2 separate regions of the Mus musculus genome follow, and region 1 is linked to region 2. A link is a contact called in public Hi-C data. All regions are on one chromosome and are shown on one strand. Each heading gives the region's core, a stretch centred on a gene start, on an enhancer-like site or on the middle of the called end of the contact. The rest is flanking DNA. Distances are from core to core; before and after follow the strand shown. Region 1 has its middle 14 kb from the start of Gm23378. Region 2 holds the start of Rlim (ring finger protein, LIM domain interacting).

Region 1 (6,201 bases), core at 1,483-3,982, 34 kb after region 2:
GATGTACACGAGAACAGTTAGGCTGTTAATACTGAAAAAAGAAGCTCGACACTTTGTCCTGGGACCAATAGGAAGAATGGACCCAGAAATCACCTCAGCAATTGCTAAGGCATTAGCTATCCCTGGCTCGGGAATATAGAAGTGCAAATTTGGCTAGGTGGTGGTGCACACCTTTAATCAAAGCACTGGGGAGGCAGAGGCAGATGGACTTCTGTGATTCCAAGGCCAGCCTGGTCTCCAGAGCCAGGTCTGTTATACAAAGAAACCCTGTCTCAAAAAAAAAAGTTTTGTTGCAAAGATAGTCCAGATCAGAATCTTTATTTTTTTTTGCATTTATTTATTTATTTATTTGTTTCCTTATTATGTGGGGAGCACTTGTATGGAGATCAGAAGATAGCTTGCAGGAGTCAATTTTCCCTGGGTCCTGAAGAGTAAAATCAAGTAGTTAGGCTTGGCAAGAATTTCCTTTGTCAACTGAGCCATCTTACTGGCCCTGTGTGCATTTTTTATATCCTCAGAGTGCCTGGTTTGCTCAGAAATGGCTACGGAATTGTTCTTTTGGCTAGACACTCAGAAAGAGCAGTGTAACCAGGGTTCGGGCAGGCTCAGGCATAGCATTTTGTCATGTTCCACACAATACTGGCTTTGGAGAGAGGCAAAATGCAAGGCTCATGGGGAAATGGAGGCTTCCCCTGAGATCTCAAAGGGAATCCTGGGGAGTTGGGCAGTGTGTTACACATTCCAAGTACCCGCGGGGCAGCTTCTCACAGGACAGAACAGTGATTGGAACCAGAGGAGGGAAGGCGGAAGCTCCAGCAATGACCTAAGGAGGACAGAGATGCTAGCAATGTGCACTGCTTATCATGGGAAGCTGCAGCTGGTGTGCAGACAAAGGTCACAGGGCAGCCTGTTTCCTGTCACAGTATCCCTTATTCCCAAATATGGACTTTTCAGATTTAACCTTTGTCACACTCAAGTATTTTGCCACTGAGGAAAGTGCCTGAAGACAGACCAACAACCCATTAATCAGTATTGCCTAAGACATGTGAGTCCTTCACTCCACTAACCCTTTCTTGAGAGAGTGTTCAGGTATGAGGAAGTTGTGGTTTCTTTTTCAAACATTAACATCTGTTTAGAAGAAGGAAGCTGTATGATATGCTCAGATGTCTTCATAAGGACGTGGGATATAGATAGGAGATTACTCCATATGGAGTCTCAGATCTTAAGTTTTGGTCATGGATTGCTGGTTGGAACAGACTCCTGTCTTGTCTTGTAGAATTTAGATATTTTTTGAGGTAGTCTTTTTCATTAATCTTCCCTTAAGGGCCTCCTTTTTAATTTTTTTTATTTAGTCTTTTTTCACAGTCCAGATTTTACCCTCCCTCTCGGTCTACCCTCTGACTTTTCCACATCCCAAACCTCCTCCCTGCCATCTCCACAAGGATGTTCCCCCACCCCCACCTCCAGATCTCCCCACTCCCAGGGGCCTCAAGTCTCTTGAAGGTTAGGTGCTTCTTCTCTGACTGAGTCCAGACCCGGCAGTCCTCTGCTGTATATGTGTTAGGAGCCTCATACCACCTGGTGTATACTGCCTGATTTGTAAGGGCCTCCTCTTTACCACATTACCCACTCTTTTAGGGTTTCATTGCTGTGAGGAGACATCATGACCAAGGCAACTCTTATAAAGGCAAACAATTGGGGCTGGCTCACAGGTCCTGAGGTTTAGTCCACTATTATCATGGTGAGAAGCATGGCAATGTGCAGGCAGACATGGTGTAGGAGGAGCTAAGAGTTCTACATCTTGATCCACGGGCAGTAGAAGGGGATAGTCTTCCTCAGGCTGCCAGGAGGAAACTGCAATTCCATGCTGGGCACAGCTTAAGCATATAAGACCTCAAAACCCACCTCCACAGTGACACACTTCCTCCAATAAGGCCACACCTACTTTAACAAGGCCACATCTTCTGATAGTGCCAGTGTCCATGGGCCAAGCATTCAAAGTCATGATTCTATGGGGGCCAAACCTTTGGCCAACCTGACTTACATATTTAAAGAAAAATTTCCTTTTTTGTTGTTGTTGCTTGTAACCCTGCTTTGCCAGGAACTCAGTATAAATTTCAGGCTAGCTTCTTCATACTTATAGGCATCCTCTTGCGACTGCATCCTAAATGCTGGTATTCCAGGGATATGCCACCATACATATGACTCTGACTCATGTCTTTGACTCATGCATTCTTATGAACTGAATGGATTTCCTCTTCTGAGAGGATAGCTCAAATCTACAACTTGCTTCTTTCCATGTAAAAGTCATGGTTCAGCATTCCTTATAGTCTCCATCACCTACTTATCTCTGTGCATCTGTGTCCCCACGAATATCTGTCCTGTGGTGATGGCTAGACATTATTTGTTCTTGTGTTTTATTTTGTTTTGTTTTGAGACAGGGTTCTCTGTGTAGCCCTGGCTGTCCTGGAACTCACTCTGTAGACCAGGCTGGCCTCGATCTCACAGAGATCCACCTGCCTCTGTCTCCCAAGAACTGAGATTAAAGGTATGTGCCACCACCACCTAGCAATGCTCAATATTGTTGAGTTCACCAAAACCTGCTGGTTAAAAGAAGTCCATTGATTGTCCCTACACACCTTACCTAGCACGTAGAGTACTCACAACACATTCCTGAACTAAAGTGGTTGTTTGCCTTTAGCCAAAAGAATGCTGTACTACAGGTTATCCAAGCCCTAGAAGATTTGAGAAGATAAAGAAAGCAGGGTTTGGGGAAACAGGATGTGGCTGAGGACTACTGAGCTACAAAAGCGCCAATAGTAGAACATGATTTGAAATGCTTTTTCTCTTCTTTTGCCCGTATTTATTTAAGGTTCCCTGTTTTTTTCCTTCTACCTGTGAAAGGCCAGCACTACTTTCAGGTTAATTTTGTTTTTCGTAGTCTTAATTTGTTGTTATTGTGGTTTTTGAGTTGGAGTCTTGCTATGTAGCCCCATGCTGACAGGGAACTCAAGTAGCCCAGGTTGGCAAGGGATTGACTTGCACTGGTCCTACTGCCTCTGTCTCTTGGGTAGTACTGGAATGACCACGACTAGCTCTAAACATTAGTCTCTCCCTCTCTCTTTCCCTCTCTCTTTCCCTCTCCCTCCCCCTCTCCCTCTCCCTCTCCCTCCCCCTCCCTTCCCCGTCCCCCTCCCTTCTCCTCCCCCTCCCCCTCCTCTGTCTGTCTGTCTCCTCTTCCTCTCCCTCCTCCTCCTCCTCCTCTTCTTATTCTTTTTTTCCTGAGACAAGGTCTCTCTATGTAGTCGCGGCTGTCCTGGATTTCCTTCCACAGACCAGGCTGGCCTCAAATACAGAGATCTACCTGCTTTTGCCTCCTGAGTGCTAGGATTAAAAGCATGCACCACGGAAATGTCTCAGCTGTTAAACATCAGGCTCGAAACCGAACATATAAGACATTAGTTTTCTTAAGACAGTTCTTCAGGTTTTGCCTTCTCATAGTGAGAGCCACAAATAAATAAATTCATGACCTACTGAAAGCATTCAACATTCTGAAAAAAAAAAACTTTAACCATTTTCACATTCATATGCAGGGTAATTTCTTCTGGGAGATATGTGCATCATTCCTTCATTCAAGTCAGAGCTGACTCATAGACCTTGAAATCCGGCTTTACTGAGTGAGTGTGTGTGTGTGTGTGTGTGTGTGTGTGTGTGTGTGTGTGTCTATGTGTGTGCTTGTGTGTGTGTCTCTGTGTGTGTCTCTGTGTGTGTCTCTGTGTGTGTGTGTCTATGACTATATATACCACAGTACATGTGTGAAGGTCAGAGGACAACTTGCACATGTTTCTTTGCTCCATCTACCTTGTGGGTTCCAGGAATTAACTTAGGTTATCTGGCTTGACAGGAAAAGCTCATAGCCACTGAGCCCTATTGCAGGCCTTCTTTCTGACTGTTTAGATATGCAGGGAAGCTGGGTAGTCTGCTTTTATTGTTTTTTATCACCACCACCACCATCATTATTATTGATTTTAAAAAGACAGGGTCTCATTATATGGCCCTCAGTGGCCTAGAACATCCAGCCCAGACTTCAAACTCACAGATAGGATCTGTCTGCTTCTGCTTCCTGAGTGCTAGAATTGAGACTTGTGCAGCCATGCTCAGGCTTGTCTTAAACTTGTTATGTGGCTGAGATGTCTCTGAACTCCTTTCTGATTCTCCTGACTCCACCTCTCAAGTTCCGGGATTACAGGTGTGCTCTACTACATCTGCCAATGATCTGAATATTGTGACGTTTGGTGGTTTTCAGAGAGCACCTTAAAAACTTTCTGAATTTGGGTTTCCTTGTGGGAAAGTTTATAATTTTATATTTTCCTTTATTTTTCATTAAGTCTCAGAGTTACCCTTTCTAGATATAATAACAGGAAAATATATTATTTTCCTTAATTTATACCAAAACATCATTTTTGACATTAAATGTACATAAATACATTTAAATAAATATGTAATAAATATCCTTATAATATTTTAACAAAGAACCGATACAGTGATCTGTAGGTACACATGCGTTGCTTTTAGACTTAGGGCTAGCTTCTAGGGTGCATCCCTCTTTTCCCTTTCACAAAGGCAGACTTTGACCTCTAAGATCTTAAGCTTTCACTACTTTTATTTCTAGATAATCCTTTGGTTTGCCTTCTGACATTTCTAAAGCTAAAATAGTCTCCTGGGCTGTGGTTCTCTGTTCATTTAAAACACACTGTAGTTGCTCTGCCTGCTGCCAAGGTCCTTAAGCTGTTGCTGTGCCAACCAGATTCTCAAGGCCAAGGCATTACTGCCACAGTCTGTTCTTAGTGCACTTTCTGTTCGGATGTTTTCCTTTGGATTTGCTGTAATTTATTTCACTGGCTTTCTCCCCTCCCACACCTTCTCAGCCCTAAGTGAAGCCACATTCCTTGTGTATTGCTGGCTCTCATGCCTCTTGATCTGCTTTCTAGTCCAAACCTTTTGGACCTTTCAAATTGACAAGCAGGATCAAGGTCTACCCGAGGAACAATCGGAAGTAATTCAAGAACTTGTGGTAGAGGAAAGGGCGTCAGAAGCAAGGCAAAGTGAACCAGTTAGATCTCTAGGTAAGTTGTGCTAGTTTGCCTTCTTTGACAGTGGATGCATTTCAGAGTAACTAAAGAACAGCATAATATGTGAAGTTAGCACAAAGGCCCAATCAGTCTTCGCCTGCCAAAGCTCAGTCTGCAACTATGCCAGAGGAATATAATGATAAGAGAGAGGGGTAAGCTGCGGTATCCAAAATCATGTTACTATATTAAAAGTAAAGAGTTGTCCTGAAAAAATACATAAAGTCTTTGTTAATAGTTGTCAAATACTAGAACTCCAAATGTCCATTGAAAGATGAGTGGCTAAATAAATGACCACATTTTATTACCTGGAAAATTTAGCTTAGACGTTTTTTAAAGGTTAAATGTTTTCAGAAGACTATTTCATAGATATCTCTGTTTCACATGGAGCCAGGGTTACTGATAAGTTATTCTGCACTGGAGAAATGAGCCAATTCAAGCCTGATTAAAGTATATAAAGGCAGGTTTATTAGGGGGCAGATCTTGGGTAGGTTTACTGATTCCAAGGATCAGGGCCAAGAGAGAACTAACTGAGGTGGAGAGATTCTAAATTTGGATGGCAGTAACCCATAGGAAGGGGTCCTGGACTGAATGAAGAGAGGATTTCTGTTTCCAGATCCACTGAGATGTGAGCAGGCAGCCTTTTGCTGCCACCCCTCCTTGCCACGATAGACTATAGTCCCTAAATTATGAGTCAAAGTGCATCACCCCACCCTTAGTTTGCTTCTTGTCAGATATTTGATCACGAAAAGGAGAAAACTGACTGCTAGTTCTCCTGGGAAGTTAATCACAGCCTCCGGATATAACTTACCTCCAAATCCATGCCCAACCTAAATGAAGTTCAGTTAGGCGGACAAGACAACTCCATTCTGACAAATAGGCCTTACATCTCCCTCTTGCTAACAGAAAGATTTGGGCATATTTGAGATGGAGTTAAAATGATTTTTTTTTTTTTACTCTAGAACATCTGGCTTGCACAATGAAGGAAAACGAATGGAAAAGAAAGCAACACACTTTTGGACTAGACAAGTAGTTTTAGAAAACACAGTGTATGTCTTCTGAGCTTTTAACA
Region 2 (6,252 bases), core at 1,749-4,248:
CCTCCAACTGTCAGGATTCCAGATGTGGGCCACCATGGCACTGACTTTTCTTTTAAGTAAATTTCTCAACTTACACCAAGAATATTACTAGATGAAATAGAAACTCTATAGCAAACCACCCAAATAGTGTATACTGGTTGATAACTCTCCCCTCTCACCTGATCCACTGAGGCAAATTACTTTAGAATTTATAGTTTTCGGATACAAGATAACTTACAGATTATCGCTTTTAATTTCCACTAGCTTTCTGGTAACTGGAGAACCAACAGGTATAGAGGTGAGTTTGGTGCCTTCAGTGTTGAGACAGACCTGAGATAAAATAAGTGCTTCAAAACCATAACCAGTTGGCTTAGGACAATCTAAGTTTGCATTTGCTTTCTTATTAAGTGTACTGGTTAGCACAAGTAATTTATATATTTATCTTACAATGTTAATAATAATGAAAAAATTAATTCCAATTAGAGTAATACATACCAACATGACTTCTTGAATCTTGAAGAGGAAAAGAAAATTATGGCACAGAAAGTAACACATATTCTATTGCTATTTCATTTATTCACTGAACATTTAAAAACAACTTCTTATACCCAGGTCTCTAACAACATCTTAAAAACAGCATACTTTTTTCTTTCTTTCAGCGCACACCTCTAATCTTAGCACTCAGGAGGCAGACCAAGTGGATCTCTAAGTTCCAGGCCTGCCGATCTATAGAACTAGTTCCAGGATTACAAAGAGAGACTGTCTTGAAAAAGAGCATGATAGATAGATAGATAGATAGATAGACAGACAGGCAGGCAGACAGATGCCACAGATAAAGCACTTTCAGGTACTGAAAAGGTACCCTTTGAATTCACAGTAGAAAGTACCCATTATGAATAGCCAACACCAATGAATCCATCCAACCACATGACTGTAGAATAGAACGTATATTTGTAAAATGCATTCTATTATTATAAATCACCAGGAGACAACACAAAAATAATTACCTGTCTTTTAGGACATAGTATTGAAATCCAATAAACTGGATTTTAGTCTTCTTCACTCAGCTCTAGAAAAAAAAAAGCATTCATTATTCTTCCTATTACAAAATCCGTATTTTCTTTGAAATACAACAAATTCTTAAAAACACATTTTGGTTATATATATCATAACCCAACCTAACTTAATGTTAGTATTAGTATATTTGGACAACCAAGGTCAGAAGGAACCAGGAGTTAGATAAAAGATTTCCTTTAAAGGCCAAGAGGCAATCTACCTTTTAATATTAGCTTGTTTAAAATAGGCTTTTCCTTATCAGACTAATAATTATTTTCAAGTTCTACGAGCCACTTTCAAGAACTTATTTGGCATACCACAGTAGCCTAAGGCAGAAATTAAAATAATAAAAATCATCAGGACATTTTAAGCTAAGAGATATTTGTGACCTTTTCAGCATGATTGTTTGCCCTTAAATAGTTATCTTAAAGGGTGCTTGGGTTGGTCCTTTTAGATCCTTAACCTGTATTTCAGAAACTGATTTGAGGAAAAGGTGGACCTGTAATTGTGCCTGCCTCCTAATTATAAAGAATCAAAGAAATGATTAGGACTACACTTCCTATTCTTTCTGTCTTCAATCATTCAAACGCACGGTGGCTAATTACAAGTCAAGAAATGTAAGCAACTTATTTCTAGGAAAAAAAAACATATATACAGTGGGGCCTGCCAGGAGCCCATGAGAATCTGATATAAAATCCCTTTCCCCTCCAAAAGAGGAAAAAAATGACCTAAATAACTAGTCTCCTAGGCCTCAGATGCCAAACGAACCTGTGGAATAAGTATGGTGAAACTGTCCAGGAAAAGAACGTGGCTGTCTCCTCCATCTTGAAATTAATCAGCAGAAGGGGGAAAGGGACTGAGTATTCAGGAAGCAGAAGCCCAACCGGTTAATACTAGTTACTAAGCTATGGCGTACGTGGCAGGTACCGCCCGCCCGCAGAAGCAGAGACCCTTAGGGGTTTTTTTCTGAGTGGGGGAGGGGTAGGGCTGCTGGCAGATCACACGGAAATTAACTTGAAAATAGTCTGGCTCAATTCCCACACTTACCAGGGAAAACAACCCGCAACGTCTTTTCCCTCCGTTTTTTTAATTTTTTTTTTCTTGTGAGGAGGAAAACCCTTCTAGTAAAATCTGGCCAAGGATACACTTAGGGCTAAAGGTGCAGGGAAGCAAACCACGTTTGTCTCCGATCCTCCCGGAAGACTGTCACCGTAGCCCCAGAGGTTAACAAACTGGTCATGCCCTACAGAAGCGTTCAAAATGAGGCTCTGCGAATCCTGTGAAAATCTGAAGGTTCAAGAGTTCCCAACATCCGAATTAAGAGCACCTCCACCCCACTTCCCCAAACCCTAGCCCGATACGCAACGCGGGGCGACGACGATGGGGGGTGGGGGGAACCTCTTAGTAAGAAGCACTGGAGCCATCCTCACGCCTGAGGCCCGGAGTCCAGGATCGCCTCCCCGGCGTTCGTTCTTAGCTCGGGAGGGCCGGGCCCCGACTCCACGGCCTGGGAGAGGAAGTCCTGCCCGACTCCTTCCCCTTCTTCCACGAGCGGGGCCGACACACGCCACCCAACTAAAATGGCAGCGGCGACTACGCCACGGAGCCCCCCACAGCCGGGAGCCCAGGTCCGGAGGCCGTAGTGGGTGTCTCGGCCGCGGCTGGCCAACTCGGGCCATTTTGAGGGCCGCGGCCCCTGCCTGCCTCCAGTCCGACATCCCATTTCTCGGGGTGCCCGTACCTTCACTTACACGGTGTTTCGGCCAGGAGGGAACTCAACTGGGCTCCGCCGCCGCCACTGGGACCTCCGCTGCGCTACTGTGCTGCCGCTGCCGCCGCGTTCTAACCCGCCTCTAAACCCGGGCAAGAGACCCGCCTCTAGAACAGCGCCAGCTCGGAGACGTAGCTCAATCAGCCATTATCTTCCCCATTGTTACCTAGCACTGACAGGAAATGACTGCCCACAACAGGAAGTGATGCTGCGCTCCCAGCTTCACAGGCCCCCGCCCAGACTGCTGGCCAGCCAATCCCAGTTGAGCCCTCGAAAAGGCCTGGTGGGCAGAGGAGGGGCCGGACAGACTACCCGCCCAGACGGGCGGCGGGTCGGGAAAAAAATGCTACTGGGACGCCCACCATGTGACAGGCCCCACCCTCCTTCGCCATTTTGAGTTGTAGCGAGAAATTCGCGTTCTGAGAATTGTGGGAACCTTCGCTTTCCCATTTTGAAAGCTGAAGGACGTCACAGTCGGGCCGCTTGAAGCCCTTCACAGAGAACAAGAATGTAGTATCGGTGTAACTGGCATTGATCCATACAGTCCAGACTAGTGTAGACGGCAGCCAACCTTTTATTCAACATGTATTTATCGAATGCCAACTGTAGCTCAAGCACAGCTGTAGATGTTGAGGAAGTTGAACCATAAATTAAGTTGAAATAGTCCAAGAATTCTCAGTCCTTAAGGGATTTGGTAATCTAGGGTGAACACACTTATAAAACAATTTGTTGCTAAATACTAGAGATTAAAAGTGAGGAAGTGGGTGGAGGCATAAAACGTGGGGACAAAAGTGAATTTGCAATGTTAAAAAGTGGTGGGGAAGGCCTCCTCGAGGCTCTAACTAGAGTACTTTAAAAGGGTGTGGCGATTTGTAAATGGATGGGAAAAAGTGATAGTGGGGGAATTCGAAAAGGGCGGTTAAGGAAGCGTCTATTGGATGCTAAAGCCTAAAGAAAGGACCAGAGGGAATGCGCCATACACCTTTCAGTTCCCATTGTTCAGTTAAAGGGAATAAGAACCCAACCGCCCCCACCCCGTTTTAAAGTACGTCTCTGTGTTCCCACCCTATTTTTCTGTTTTCTGATAAAAGAACAGGTAGACTAACTTTTTTACTGTTGTTCCAACGAACCTAACTTATTGCTACATCAGTTGCTTAAACTGGGCTGGAAGCTGGAAGCTGGTCGACGGTGGCTCGCCTTTAACGCCAGTACTCAGGAGGCAGAGGCAGGCAGATCTCTGTGTAAGTTTAAGGCCAGCCTGGTATACTGAGTGAGTTCTACGACAGCCAGGGCTACACAGAGAAACCCTGTCTCGAAAAACAAAAACAAAAAACAAAAAAAAGGCACACACATAAACTACACTATAATATTTTTCTTTTCATATTTTTTACATGGATCGTCTAGGCCTCACCTCACCTCCTAGAGAAACCCGTGACCACTCTATTTAACCTTCTCCATTACCTACGTAATTTTCTGTAAAGCACTTAGTTTATCTCACCGGTTAAGAACGCGGTAAAGAGCTGGAGAGATGAGTCAGCGGTTAAGCACACAGACTGTTTTTCCAGAGGCGCTGAGTTCAATTCTCAGCAACCACGTGGTGGCTCCCAACCGTCTGCCATGTGATCCGATGCTCTCATCTGCTGTGTCTGTAGACCGCGACAGTGTAATCACATACATAAAATAAATAAATCTTTAAAAAAAAAAAAAAAGAACACGCCGGGCAGTGGTGGCGCACGTCTTTAATCCCAGCACTTGGGAGGCAGAGGCAGGTGGATTTCTGAGTTCGAGCCTGGTCTACAGAGTGAGTTCCAGGACATCCAGGGCTACACAGAGAAACCCTGTCTCCAAAAACCAAAAACACACACACACACTAAAAACCCAAGAACTGGGGAAGCTGAGACAGGAGGGTTGCTGAGAGTTGGAGGCCAACTTGGGCTACATAATAAATTCCAGACCAGCCTGAGATTAAAGTGTGAGACTAAATTTTAAAATGGAGAGTCTGTCTATGAGACCCAGGCTGGCCTTGAATCTACAGTCAAGCTTCTACTTCCCAAGTATTCGTACTGGTATTTCAAACCTTCTTCACTCTTCCCTGCTCAAAGGTCATGTAACTTTTAAAAGACAATCTGGTAATGTGTGTCAAAAGCCCCAGTGTAGCTGGGCACCACAGTGTTTGCCTGTTATCAAAGTACCTAAGAGGATCAAGCAGGATTGTAACTCATTCAAGGCCAGTCTGGGCTACCTAGTGTGTTCCAGGCCAGCCTGGGCTAGAGTGAGACTCTGTCTTTAAAAAAAATACTAGACATTATATAGAATGTTTTAATTTATAAATTACACTTTTTGCGTGTATGTTTGAGCCTGCTATGTTGCTCAAACGTTCTTACTTTCCACCCACTTTGTGGGCTGTCTCAGGGATTGAATTCAGGGCCAGAATGCCAGCAGAGGCCAAAGCTTAAAAAAATAAATATATCTATACTCTAGATAGAAGTCTACATTCCTTGGGGGGAGGGAGGGAGGGAGAGAGAGAGAGATTGATTTGTGGTTTTTCCCCAGTACTAAGGATGTACTTGGGATGCACTTGACCACTAAGCTAAATGCCCAACCCCTACAAGTCTATGTGGGCATACATGCAAGTAAAGTATAATCATTATTAGCCGTTTAACCTTCTTTATCTTTTTCTGTATTGTCTTAGAGATTTCACAGTGTCCATGTATTTAATAGATTTTAGCAAGGAGGACAGTCTTTTTCATTCAGTAAGTAAAAGCAGTAAGAATGTAAAACAAGAAAAGAAAAAGAGTTCCTATCCATTTGTTCTTTCTATGGTCCAAATACACACCTTGCCTCTGTTTCCGAAGACCTATGTTCCCATGCTTGTTCATAAACACACAGCTGCTTCAGGTATTAAGGAAATTATTCACATCATGCAGCCCATGATGCCATTTGAGTACACTCTAGAACCATCCAAGCAAACACTATTGAATATTTAGTTCCCATTCAGCCTACTTATGTGTCTCACGTGACAATGAAACAGCTGGGGGGAAAAACTCTCCTCGAGTTCATTTCAGTGATCTGCTGACGACTGTTTAGATCTATCAGTAGCTATCATCACAAGACCCGCTCTGTAGGCAAGACAGTCATTGAACCAATATTAACGTAAAGAACATAGGAGAAGAGTGTACCAACGGAAGTACCAAGAACAGCTGCCATTTGTGCCTGAGACCTGAAAGGGTGGTTCTGGAAAATGAGGGAAGAACTGGGAGAGACTGAACAGCCTTATTTACATTCCCTGGGATGAGAAAATGGAGCCTGGGGTGCTGAAGCACTAGACGGTTTTGTCCAACAAAGATTCTGTTTTATTTTCTTCACACATTAGAATTTAATTGGGCCATTTGCTTGTATATTGATTTTATTTGTATGTTTATAATCTATCAGTCTTCCGGCTTGCT

Evidence for each region. A called contact is a pair of places that touch in the nucleus more often than the background predicts.
Region 1: a Hi-C map of granulosa cells shows a contact between it and region 2, with 2.3 times the contacts expected there. The contact joins the enhancer-like site here to the promoter of Rlim in region 2. A contact is called at or near these places in 2 of 39 promoter capture datasets (embryonic stem cells and stem cell-derived epiblast-like cells), 3 of 484 Hi-C or Micro-C datasets (Sertoli cells, granulosa cells and ventricular fibroblasts) and 4 of 115 datasets of contacts at active chromatin or transcription factors (embryonic fibroblasts, embryonic stem cells and trophoblast stem cells).

What each region holds. Positions count from the first base shown.
Region 1 is chrX:104,012,574-104,018,774 of GRCm38.p6, forward strand. No RefSeq gene overlaps it. Among named protein-coding and RNA genes, the nearest start is that of Gm23378, 14 kb to the left of the region's middle. Within about 2 kb of position 2,733, at least 28 of the 459 cell types and tissues checked have an H3K27ac peak or open chromatin away from gene starts, as enhancers often do. A contact at or near this core is called in granulosa cells and trophoblast stem cells, where this site is marked.
Region 2 is chrX:103,978,287-103,984,538 of GRCm38.p6, forward strand. It overlaps Rlim (ring finger protein, LIM domain interacting), which reads right to left and starts at 2,999. Exons shown (of 5, transcript NM_011276.4): 1 at 2,777-2,999; 2 at 987-1,048.